Linked DNA regions of Mus musculus: all the other regions are linked to region 4. A link is a contact called in public HiChIP or PLAC-seq data. All regions are on one chromosome and are shown on one strand. The core of a region is the stretch at or near the end of the contact, and the rest is flanking DNA. Distances in the headings are between cores, read along the strand shown. Region 1 holds the start of Fgf2 (fibroblast growth factor 2). Region 2 has its middle 32 kb from the start of Cetn4. Region 3 holds the start of Bbs12 (Bardet-Biedl syndrome 12 (human)). Region 4 holds the start of Ccna2 (cyclin A2).

The links. HiChIP or PLAC-seq counts read pairs in DNA pulled down with a chosen protein or histone mark.
Region 1: an H3K27ac HiChIP or PLAC-seq map of embryonic stem cells shows a contact between it and region 4, with 3 times the contacts expected there. The contact joins the promoter of Fgf2 here to the promoter of Ccna2 in region 4. A contact is called at or near these places in 1 of 39 promoter capture datasets (embryonic stem cells), 1 of 115 datasets of contacts at active chromatin or transcription factors (embryonic stem cells) and 1 of 9 other capture datasets (adipose tissue).
Region 2: a contact with region 4 is called in an H3K4me3 HiChIP or PLAC-seq map of pro-B cells, with 5 times the contacts expected there. The contact joins the enhancer-like site here to the promoter of Ccna2 in region 4. A contact is called at or near these places in 7 of 39 promoter capture datasets (the C10 cell line, the HPC-7 cell line, cranial neural crest and 2 more), 2 of 15 datasets of contacts at CTCF or cohesin (embryonic stem cells and pro-B cells) and 5 of 115 datasets of contacts at active chromatin or transcription factors (the 230-238 cell line, embryonic stem cells, large pre-B cells and 1 more).
Region 3: an H3K4me3 HiChIP or PLAC-seq map of pro-B cells shows a contact between it and region 4, with 3 times the contacts expected there. The contact joins the promoter of Bbs12 here to the promoter of Ccna2 in region 4. A contact is called at or near these places in 7 of 39 promoter capture datasets (the C10 cell line, the HPC-7 cell line, cranial neural crest and 2 more), 1 of 484 Hi-C or Micro-C datasets (CD4 T cells), 9 of 115 datasets of contacts at active chromatin or transcription factors (the 230-238 cell line, embryonic stem cells, extraembryonic endoderm stem cells and 3 more) and 1 of 9 other capture datasets (liver).

Annotation. Positions count from the first base shown.
Region 1 is chr3:37,347,349-37,350,048 of GRCm38.p6, forward strand. It overlaps Fgf2 (fibroblast growth factor 2), which reads left to right and starts at 1,305. Exons shown (of 3, transcript NM_008006.2): 1 at 1,305-1,676. The coding sequence starts at 1,502. It overlaps Fgf2os (a long non-coding RNA gene), which reads right to left and starts at 2,493. Exons shown (of 4, transcript XR_003954461.1): 1 at 2,301-2,493.
Region 2 is chr3:37,279,270-37,281,969 of GRCm38.p6, forward strand. No RefSeq gene overlaps it. Among named protein-coding and RNA genes, the nearest start is that of Cetn4, 32 kb to the right of the region's middle. Within about 2 kb of position 1,437, at least 44 of the 459 cell types and tissues checked have an H3K27ac peak or open chromatin away from gene starts, as enhancers often do. A contact at or near this core is called in the HPC-7 cell line and pro-B cells, where this site is marked.
Region 3 is chr3:37,311,192-37,313,891 of GRCm38.p6, forward strand. Bbs12 (Bardet-Biedl syndrome 12 (human)) reads left to right here and starts at 1,363. Exons shown (of 2, transcript NM_001008502.2): 1 at 1,363-1,394. It overlaps Cetn4 (centrin 4), which reads right to left and starts at 1,255. Exons shown (of 5, transcript NM_145825.2): 1 at 1,166-1,255. The coding sequence starts at 1,168.
Region 4 is chr3:36,571,644-36,574,343 of GRCm38.p6, forward strand. It overlaps Ccna2 (cyclin A2), which reads right to left and starts at 1,395. Exons shown (of 9, transcript NM_009828.3): 1 at 1,138-1,395; 2 at 1-660. The coding sequence starts at 180. It overlaps Bbs7 (Bardet-Biedl syndrome 7 (human)), which reads right to left. Exons shown (of 19, transcript NM_027810.3): 19 at 1,500-1,979. The coding sequence ends at 1,846.

The DNA.
Region 1 (2,700 bases), core at 55-2,554, 780 kb after region 4:
GGATACAAAGCCCACATTTGAGAAGTGCCCACCATATACTTACAGGTCAGGGAGTTCCCATCTCTGAAGACAGAGACACAGAATCAGAACAACCAAGACTTACTAAGTTCCTCACACCAGTTTCTGCCCATTAGCTGGCACCCTCTTCAAAAACCATTCTCTACAATTAAACACATCCTCTTCCAACTTGACTGAAAACACACAGGTCTCTGTGTGGCTTTTAGGTCTTTATTTCCTTTCAAGGATTCCAGGTTTACATTAAATAAGTTAGTATCTTTTCATGTTAATTTGTCTCATGCTGTAAAGACTTTGGCTATGAACCTAGCAGGAGGCAAGAGGAAAACGAATATGCACACAACACACACTCCTCTGCTTGGTACACAACGGAGAAAAGGCTTGGTCTTCCAGCTTTGGAGAATTTGCTAACGCCCACCACACAGAGTGAAGACCTCTGAGAAGACTGAAGACGATAAGTAGATGCCCTTCAGGATGACCTACAGCTAACTCATAGTGACACTTCTAGAAGCTTCCCTAAATCTACATTTCTCCTCCCCCCCCCCGACCCCCCGCAGTGAGGTACTCCTGTGGTGTGTGACTCTTCAGAGCAGTTCTCTTGGTCACCCTCCTGGCCTTAACCCTTTCTGTCGCGGTGCCTCTCCGCAGAGCCTTGGAGCACAGAGCATTGATGTGTGCAGGTTTTCCAAATGGTAGTTTGGCAAACACCCTCACTGTAGAGGTGCACCCCCACAGGTAGGGGAGAAAAGCTATCTAGTTTCAGGACAGAGGTGCAGACAATCTATTGGGGTCAAGCCTATTGGGGTCGACTGAAAATTGCCAACTGCAATTAACTGCAATTTTGTGAGACTCGGTTCTTTCCAAGAAACATCTAACAACTGAGGCAGGGCAAGCGCCAGTTCTGGGCTCTTACGTGTTGAGGACTCAAGCGGTTTTCATCTTCCCACGCTGTCTCGGGCTGGGTGCCCAGAAAGGAAACCCAGGCACCCCATTGCAGGCCTCTGTCTCCCGCACCCTATCCTTACACAGCTTGTGCTCTACGGGACTGGAGATTTCCAAAGCCTGACTTGATCCCTCCCCAGTTCAGACCCTCTGTTAAAAGGCAGGAGCGGAGAAAGTTAGAAACTTGCATTTAAACTTTAGGAGCTGCGTCACCGCAGTCTCCTGGAGAAAGCTCTGCCTAGCGGGACAGATTCTTTGCAACTTGGAGGCGCCGGGCGTGGGGAGGAGGCGGCGCGCGGGGCGGGGGCGCACGGGGCCGGGGTGCAGGCGGGGACGCGGGGTGACGCGGCCCCGGGCCGTTGTACACTCAAGGGGCTCTCTCGGCTTCAGGAAGAGTCCGGCTGCACTGGGCTGGGAGCCCGGCGGGACACGGACTGGGAGGCTGGCAGCCCGCGGGCGAGCCGCGCTGGGGGGCCGAGGCCGGGGTCGGGGCCGGGGAGCCCCAAGAGCTGCCACAGCGGGGTCCCGGGGCCGCGGAAGGGCCATGGCTGCCAGCGGCATCACCTCGCTTCCCGCACTGCCGGAGGACGGCGGCGCCGCCTTCCCACCAGGCCACTTCAAGGACCCCAAGCGGCTCTACTGCAAGAACGGCGGCTTCTTCCTGCGCATCCATCCCGACGGCCGCGTGGATGGCGTCCGCGAGAAGAGCGACCCACACGGTGAGTTGCCACTTCCCACCCGCGTGCATGGTCTAGACCACACTGCTCCCTCGCCCCCGGGGACTTGGGACACTAAGACGCGGCCCCTAGGCACCGTGGACCCAGGGGTACAGGAAAGCAGCTTCATTCCTGTGTCCTCCTCAGGAATAGGGTCCCCGCACTGCACCTCTCCCCACCCAACCCCACCTCCGCCCCTGCCGCAACTCCAGGTGGGCTGGTCTCTCAGAGGCCACCTGTTGCATCCTGGATGCCAGGATGCTTGAGACAAGGGACCCGAGGCTCTTGGGGGTTGGAGGTAGGCGTGTCTCAACCAGGGCTCTGGAGCTCCTTGGCATCCTGCAGTCACCCACGGAAACAGAGGCAGGATGAAATGTTCTTCAGCTGAAACCCCCGCCCTTCAACTCTGACTTGGTGACAAACCACAGGGATGCGGCCCTTCCTCTCACAGCTATCACATTCTCCACCCACCCAGTGTCTCCAAGTTACTCCAAAGAGGAAAGCTAAGGGAGCCAAAACAGACAAGAGACTAGCAAACCAACCTGTGACTTCCTTAGTAAAGCAGGGCAGACCTTGTTTCAGTGTGAAGTGCAGATCCCTTGATAGCACTGAAGTGGGGGAACCTACCTTGCAGGTACCTTGAGGGCGAGATAAGAATTACAGCTTGGATTTTGTCATAGAAATATATCCAGTCATGGATATAGGTCGGGAAACAATCCTCTCCTAAATCAGTAGGCTCAACTTTAAGGGCTCCTAGACGTCACCTGCAGCGTTTGCTGTCACAGATTGGACCCAGCCTCCTGAGGCAGGGAGGAAACACCCGCCATTTCTGAGTTTCTATTCTAAATGCTTGTCTGGGGACCACACTTGAAGAGCCACTAGCTACAAAAGGCCCAAGTGGGCTGGCTATTTTAATGTCTCTAAGTATTGGAGGTGAGAGAGACCGCATGAGTGAGCTTGGTTAAAACATCTGCTTTAAAGTCTGCATTCATTTTTAAGGGTTCAGATGGGGTCCGACTTTTTTTTT
Region 2 (2,700 bases), core at 187-2,686, 710 kb after region 4:
CTTAACTTTATTCTCTATCTCTAACCTGTGTGTGTGTGTGTGTGTGTGTGTGTGTGTGTGTGTGTGTGTGTGTGTGTGTGTGTGTTTTAACATCTTGCCAAGTCCAGGTGTTTGCTCAAAATCTATATCCAGAACAGCTCCAGAGAAGTAACCCAGAGATGCTCCGATCTATTCTCACAGACACAGATACTTTTACTGGACCTGCTCCTTCCTATCCACAGACCCTGGACAGCAAGGAAATAGCCAACTCTCCTAAGACTGGACCAACATCCCCATACTCATTTTCTTAGGCTTCCCAGAGACATGTCACCCCAAAGTCAGCAGGAAGTAGCTAAAGATCATGACAACCCTATTCCTGCTTCATCATCACCTCTTTCTAATATTTCCTTTTTTAAATTAAACCAAAATGGAGGAATGTTGGTATTCCTTCTAGGTACTACAGTTACCTGGCAACAGCTAGGTATTCTGGCTCACTCTAAAGGGGCCTGTCTGCCCCCTCCCCTCTCTCTCTCTCTCTCTCTCTCTCTCTCTCTCTCTCTCTCTCTCTCTCTCACACACACACACACACACACACACACACCCTTCTTTCCCCATTCCTCTCCCCCTCTCCCTCTCTCTCCACAGGTTCCTGACTGGCCTCTCCCCCCACCCCCAGTCTCTCCTCTCTTTCTCTCTCTGCCTTTCTCTCTCTCTACTCCCTCCTCAACTCCCCTCCCCATGCCCTAAATAGACTCTATTCCATACTATATCCATCATATGGCTGGTACCTCAGAGGAAAGGGATGTCTTAGCATGGGCGGGAAGATGCACCCCCTTCCACCTCACCATACTGCGCCTCTACCAAACATATCCCTAGCTTCCTTTTCTTTTTATAAAACACAAGTTGTTTTGTTTGTTTGTGGGTTTTGTTGTTGTTGTTGTTGTTGTTGTTTGGGTTTTGTTTTTTGTTTCTTAATTTCCCTTGATGCTCAAACAACACAAAGCTCAGAAATACCCACTGCCAGGAAGAAGGCTACAGAAGGCAGCTGGTGGTCCTGGTTTCCCAACAGGACTCTGAAGCCAGGCATCAACTGACTGTTGTGGCCCAAGCCACCACTGAGAGGAGGTCACACCAAACTGAGAGAGACCAGATCAGATAACTCAGTCTCAGATCTCAGAACAGGCAGGCTCCCAGGCAGCCAGATCTCAGAGGACACAAGCTACTCTGGTGCCTAGATGCCCATCTCTTCACCGTCATACCTCAGAGCATAGGAAAGCTTCCCAAGGGAGAAATCCTGAAGGTTGGGACATGTATCAAAGACAGAATCACCCAATGCAACTGCCAGAACTAGCTGAAGTTGTCATTTGTCTTGTATTTAAACAGACTGAGATTGAAGCCACAGGGATACTGAGTGGTTACTCATTCGTCCATGTGTCTAAACCTCCTGAGTTCCAGCAGAACCTGGGCCCATAGGATGGCAGCATCAGTGGCACAGGGCTGAAGCAGCTGCATGTTCTGTGCATGTAAGTGTAGACCCCTGTCACATAATTCTACCACCAATTAGGATTGTGTCATAATTTATTACTTTCTTTGCAAAATTAGAAAAACTAATCGGCAAGGCTTATAATTTCAAACATACTAAGTCCCCTTACACGTGTTTAATAAATGATTGAGTTTTCTATATTCTGTCTGTGTCTGTGTGTGGTATACACGTGTATAACATTATGTTTTCTAGTTCCTCTTTTTCTTACATTTCCTGTGTGCTGAGCTGGGGTATTTGGTTTTTTGAATGATGTAATGGGTTAACAAGATAATGTATCAGGAAGGAAATCTTTTAAGGTCCAAGGACCTCAACACTACCTTTTGTTTCGGTTTGATTAAACGGATGGAATTCCACGCAGTGGAAAGTTGTGCAGGTGGCTGCCCGGGAGCTCACACACCCTCCATGAGCAGTGATGGGAAGGCTCTGCGTGAAAGTGGCCGATGGTTCCTGGCATCTTACACTTGACCTGCACTTCCCTAGTGCCCTGAATCTTGACGTTCATGATCCAGCTTCGGTAACAATAAGAAAAAGTGATGTTTTCACTTTTGAAATTCTAATCATCAGAGAAAGGAGTGGGTGACTGCCTAGAAAAGCGACTCATACATTCCTTTGAAAGCAATTATTGCACGAACTTCTAGGGGCCATTGGGGCCTCCAATAACTGTGGGAGGAGGTTTTCTTTTCTGAATAAAAATGACTGCAAGTCGTGATCAGGGTTATTCTTCACTTTGTACATTAACACTAGGAAGATGACAACCATCAACCAAAACTTCAAGTGTAATATTTTGGAAAGTTTGGCATGGCCCAATTCTAGTTAAATTGAATTTTTTCTAATTAAAGATAAATATATTTTGAAATGACAGAATGCTTAGATGATAGTTTCCAATGAATTGTAATATTGAAATGAGAATTAATTAAAAAACGATAAGTTGTAAATTTAACATCCACTTTTAAAAAGAGGCACATGCCTTACCGATTTGACTAGTTTTTTTTTTTTTCTGACTAGCTGCATTTTGAAAATATACAGAACTGGAGAGGTTATTATCAATACAATGGGTATCTTAACATCACAGTAAGTTTGGGTGCATTTGTCAAGTAGAAGACAACCCGGCTTACTGGACAGGGCTCTGACTGTGTGCTAATGAATATTTGAGGTGTAATTCACTTGTCAATAAGACA
Region 3 (2,700 bases), core at 113-2,612, 740 kb after region 4:
ACCCCTAATCAGTAGGAAGTAGTTTAATGATAACGCCATTCCTTTCCCCTCTACTCTTTTTCTCTCTCTCCTATCTAGCATTAGAGGGTTTAAAGAGTAGGAAAGAGTGGAAGAGAAAAGAACCCACAAAGCAGCAAACAGCACAGGGGCATGCATACTAGAACACAATCATCCTGCACCACAAAAACACAAAAGTAAAAAACCCTGGTTATGGTGAACGTCTGCTCCACAGATACGCATGAGAATGTTTGACCAATTATGCGGATACACCCAACATGTGGAAGATGAAGGATCTGTCTGCTGTTTGCTTCTTTATGTCACCAAAGTAGGTCACAGAATCACTGTAGATTCTCCTCTCTGCAAGTGGAGTGGGGAAGCCCTGGAGGTGGCTGAGGATCTAAGTGGCCTATTGGCTGTGGTCACTTCGGATTCTTGGTTCTAGAGCTGCAGATTCTGATGAGTGGTCTTCTAGAGCCTAGGGCAGCCACCTGAGTCACCATTTTTTTTTTCAGCAAGAAGTCAGTGACCCTTTAAGTGGCCTGAGTTGATGAGCCTGAGTGGTCTTCTAGAGCCTAGGGCAGTCACCCGAGTCACCATTTTTTTCAGCAATAAGTCAGTGACCCTTTAGCTTTGAGTGGCCTGAGTGGTCTTCTAGAGCCTAGGGAAGTCACCTGAGTCATCATTTTTTTTTTTTTTTTTCAGCAAGAAGTCAGTGACCCTTTAGCTTTGAGTGGCCTGAGTTGATGAGCCCCTGGCCATCAGGATTGAGTCAGTGGGCCCCTTCCTCTCCGTGAAAGAATTGCTGGTCCCCTGATCATCAGTGGTTAGCTAGGTACCCCACTTCCAGTCAGCAGATGAGTTGGTGGCTCCCTGACCCTCAGTGGTTCCTGTTCCTTCAGCGGCTGAGTTGATGGCCCGCAGGATGTTGGTGGCCCGAGGTTGATGGCCTCTGCTATGCTCGCTTCCCTGTCTTGAAGTCTGTCTGCAGTGGTCTCCGTGCCCCAGGGTCGTATCTCTTTATCGCTGGGCCAACCCTCATAGACTGCAGGCGTTGGTGGATAAATGGAAAGGGAGACCCATCTCTGTTCTCCCTGGCTTAGCTACTAAAGATCCTGACACGGAAGGCAGTAAGCTGGGAAGAACACCAGGGTCCCACAGCACTCACCATATCCCCTCCCTGCGCCCCTGCCCGCGCCCGCGCAACAGCCGCTCTCCCCTCCGCGGCCCGCGTTTGCTCCCGACAGGCGGTTGCTATAGCAGCGCTCAGCGCGCAAGCCCGCCCACCAGCTTCCGTGATTGACGACCATTGCGCCCAATGGAAAGACAAGAGAGCTCTGACCGCGCTCAAGCAGGCGGGACTGGCTGGGTTCCGGCGCTGTGCAGATCCGCGCGTGGTGAGGAGGGTCGTGGACCCTAGGGGCAGGAAGCCAGGGAGGGTGGGGGCGAGTGCTCCGTCACGCGTGTCCCCAGACTCTTTACACACCGGGCCAACAGCCCTGCGGCCTTCCGGCCCAGAGCCGCCCGAGGGCGCGCGGCGGCATGGAGCCCGAGAGGTGGGTGGGTGGGGGCGTCCTTGCGGGGCGGGACGCCAGCCTGGGACCGAGGACGGCGTGGGCCTTCTCCTGGGCTGAAAACAGTGCAAAGCAATCTTTTCCTAGTGTGCTGAGTAAAACGTGGCGCATTCCCAAAGCCGCTGCCTCACGTCGCAGACACTCAGGTTGTAATCCTTAAATCTCCTTAGGTTCCTGGGGTAAGTTTGTCCTTATGGTAGAAGCCAGTTTTCCTGCCTTAAGTTTTCCCAATGGGAACTCAAAGGATGTAAAGTCATAATATTTTGTGAGTGAAGTAAAGTATTAAATCATTTACCTATAATCTATTGGTTTTTTTTCAAGGCACGTATCGCATCCGAAAAGTTACACTTGGACAGTTTTCAGAGTCATAATTAATACTAATTTTAAATAGATTTCTGAAACCCAGAAACGAATATTAGTCAGACAGATAGGCAGGCATTCCCGCGCTCATACACACAAACACACACACCGGGGTGGGGGGGGGGAGGAGAGGGGGGTGGAAGCTGCCTTTTAGACATTCCTGAATATCATTTGATCTGATGACTATCAAAAGGCTGCTAAACCTAAATAAATCTTACATCACCATGATTTAGGAATTTGGATGTTCTAGTGTTAGAGGTTATGGTTTATGATAGGTTAAAGATAGCTTAGGCAGTAGGTTCCTTGAAGAAGAACATTCCAGAAAGAGGGACACTTAGAAATACTGAGACAGGGAGCATGCTTTGCATAGTCTAAAAGCACAGAGAAGGCCTGAGCACAGCAGATGAGTCAGAAAGGAAGAAGTGTGGGTTTTCGTGCTGTGTGGGGACAAGGCCTTTATGTGAGTGAGTTAGGGAGACTTTGTAAGATTCTCAGTACAGAAGTGAAAGGATGTGACTCACTTTTATAGGAACTCCCTGTGCTAAACAGGAGTAAAGACTATTTTCTGAGAGGCTGCTAAGCAGTGGAGTGTTGTGGTTAGATTATAGTGTTAGGAGTAGACTGGAGAGGACACCAGACTTAGTTCTGAGGAGATGAAAATCCTAGTTATACCTATCAAAAAAACGCAGAGCTTTTAAACGTAACCCCTGAAAAGCAAATGAGATGTGATCTTATGAAAAGACAATTTCTGAAGTCAGTATGCCATTTA
Region 4 (2,700 bases), core at 145-2,644:
AGTCTTGAGCTTCTGCTGCGGCGCGGGTCCACGCACGTTCCCGGCCTTCAGCACCGCCTGCGCCCGCGGCTGCTGGGCTGGCGCCAGTTTTTCGGGGTTGACATTCTCTTGGTCTTCCTGATGCAGCGAGAGCAGGGCTGAGCCCGCATCGCGACCCGAATGCCTCGAGGTGCCCGGCATCGCGGCTCCGGTCCGGTTCTGTCGGCGGCAGAGCGTGCACAGCGCCCGCCGCTCCGGAGCAGCGCGGGACCCTGGCGGCCGACCCGCGGAGCAGAGGCTGCAGGCGGGAGGAGCGTAGAGCCCAGGAGCCGCGAGCTGCGCGCCGCCCGCCGGCTGCTGGTCTTGTAGTTCAAGTAGCCCGCGACTATTGAAATAAACCAATGAGGGCGTCCGGAGTCCGTGACGTCACCAGAAGCGCCGGTCGCCGCGAGCGAAGGCCCGACGGGAATCTTACAGGGCGGGAGCCTGAGGACGCGCCTGCGCAGAGGAGGGCGGGGCGGGCGGCCGCTTTCGGCCGATCTCTGCTGCTCAGTGGATCTGTAGCCTCATAGGATCCTGCCGGAGCCGCTGGGCGGTCCAGACAAGCCCTCGGGGCCTCGAGGTGTCGGCCTTCGCCTCAGCTAAGGGGTGAAGCGCCTTCTCCTGGTCGCTGGGTGGCGCCTAGGCAGGAGCGTATGGATCTGAATGACAAACTGCCCCGTCCTGGGTACACTACTCCTTTCTCTTTCTCTGTGATGCTGCCATACAACATAGGGAAACGCTGGAACTTTTACTGTTTACTATTGTTTCACCTCTCCTGTATATCATTTGTTTGTTGTTTGATTTTGAGGCAGGGTCTCATAATGCTGTCCCAATTGTCCTGTGACTCACTGATATCCGTTATCAGAGCTCACTGATCTGGGATTAAAGGCGTGTCTCTATGCCCCGCATTCCAGTAAACTACCCCACCCCCACCCCCAATTAAAGATGGGTTAATTTAAAATGCCAACATGAGCTATTGTTGATAACAAGTGGTGTACTACAAGAAATTCAGCTGTCCATTAATTTTGCTAATCCTTGGTTGTGACATCAGACCATGAAGTTCCACTGACCCAAATAGATATTACATTTAGAAATGAAGTGCATTGTGGTACATACCTTTAATCCCAGAGTTTCAGATCTCTGAATTCAAGTTAGTCCAAGTCAGCTATGTAGTGAGATGATGTCTCAAAAGTAGAAAAAAAGTGTTCATAAGAAAACCGGGCAGCCAGGAGGCGATGGCCAAGCCTTTTCCGGGCATCTCAGGAGGCAGAGGCAGGTGGATCTCTTGAGTGCAAGGCCAGCCTGGACTGCAGAGTTAGTTCCAGGTCAGCTACACAAAGAAATCCTGTCTTGAGAAACCCTGTCTCGAAAAACAAAACAAAACAAAAACCACAAAAAAAAAAAAAAAAACCAACCCAAACACACACACACAGAGAAATATATACAAAACCTAAATAAATATATAAAGACACAAGTATATTACCTTAAATGTTCACATTTAATAGTTAAGAATCATACATAAAATATAATAAAATGTAATCATTGTTTTCATAACTACCCTTTGAAAACAAAAGACAGCTTATTTGCTCTTATTTAATAGTATTCTAAAACTTTCAATGCAATATTCCCCTGAAATGAATGACTAAAAGATCTTCTTTTCCCCTCAAGTACACAATAAAAAGGACTTTCATGGGTACTCGTAGGGGGATGCTTAGAGGCCGTCACTCTTCTGATTACATGTGGGACGTCCATCTGAGGTGCCTCGGGTCTGATCAGGCTCTGCTTGCTTCTTCGGCTGTCCTGTTGGCCTACCTTGTTTATCTTTCATGCTGCATCGAAGAAAGAAATCAGTGTGTTCTGGTCGTAGCTGTCGAGAATCTCCAGGAGCATGGGTACTTTGGTTTTTACATTAGTGCCTTTGAACTTAAATTTATCTATAAAAAGATCAGTAATCATACCTACGAAGAAAAATATTATTTCTTGTTATTGATTAGTTCTTTTAACAATGCATGTGGCATTCTCTCACCACCTGAGACTCCATTATTCAACACATACAAGCCTGGAAGAGGTTGGTGTTTTTAAAAACAGATGTGTATGTGGAGAAGGTTTGAAGCAACTTTCAAGACATAAATATTTGATAACCTTCTAACAATGGGTTGCAACTGCTGACCTAGACAAGCCACTGGTCGCGATTCTGAATCTGTGTCGGTGCACCCTGCATCCCAGCGACTGACTGCTGCTGCATCAGGAAGAACGTCTGAACTGAAGCACTTCACCCATGGGCTTACTGGGTGCAGAGGTCTGGGAAATTACTGCACCTTTGAGTTTTCAAGATGTAACACAGAGACAACTCAAGTTGTCTATTATTTATACAAGACCCTTGAAAAAAAGTATATTTTAGGAAGAGAAAAAGAATATACCATTGATACTTTTTATATTGGTCCAATGAGACTGAGTGCTGATATCTGCTAACAAAATGGCAATGCTTTTACAATAAACAGGTGAATACTTGCACTCAGTGGGATTTAAAAAAAAAATAGAAAAAGCTTCGTGTCAGTTTAAATCAGGTTTTATCATGAAGTCAATCAGATTAAGACAATTTGCTGGTAAATGATTTACAAAGGTAAACTTTGGTTTTCAAAGCTGCTTCCTAGATTTTGGAATCACAGATGAGAGACG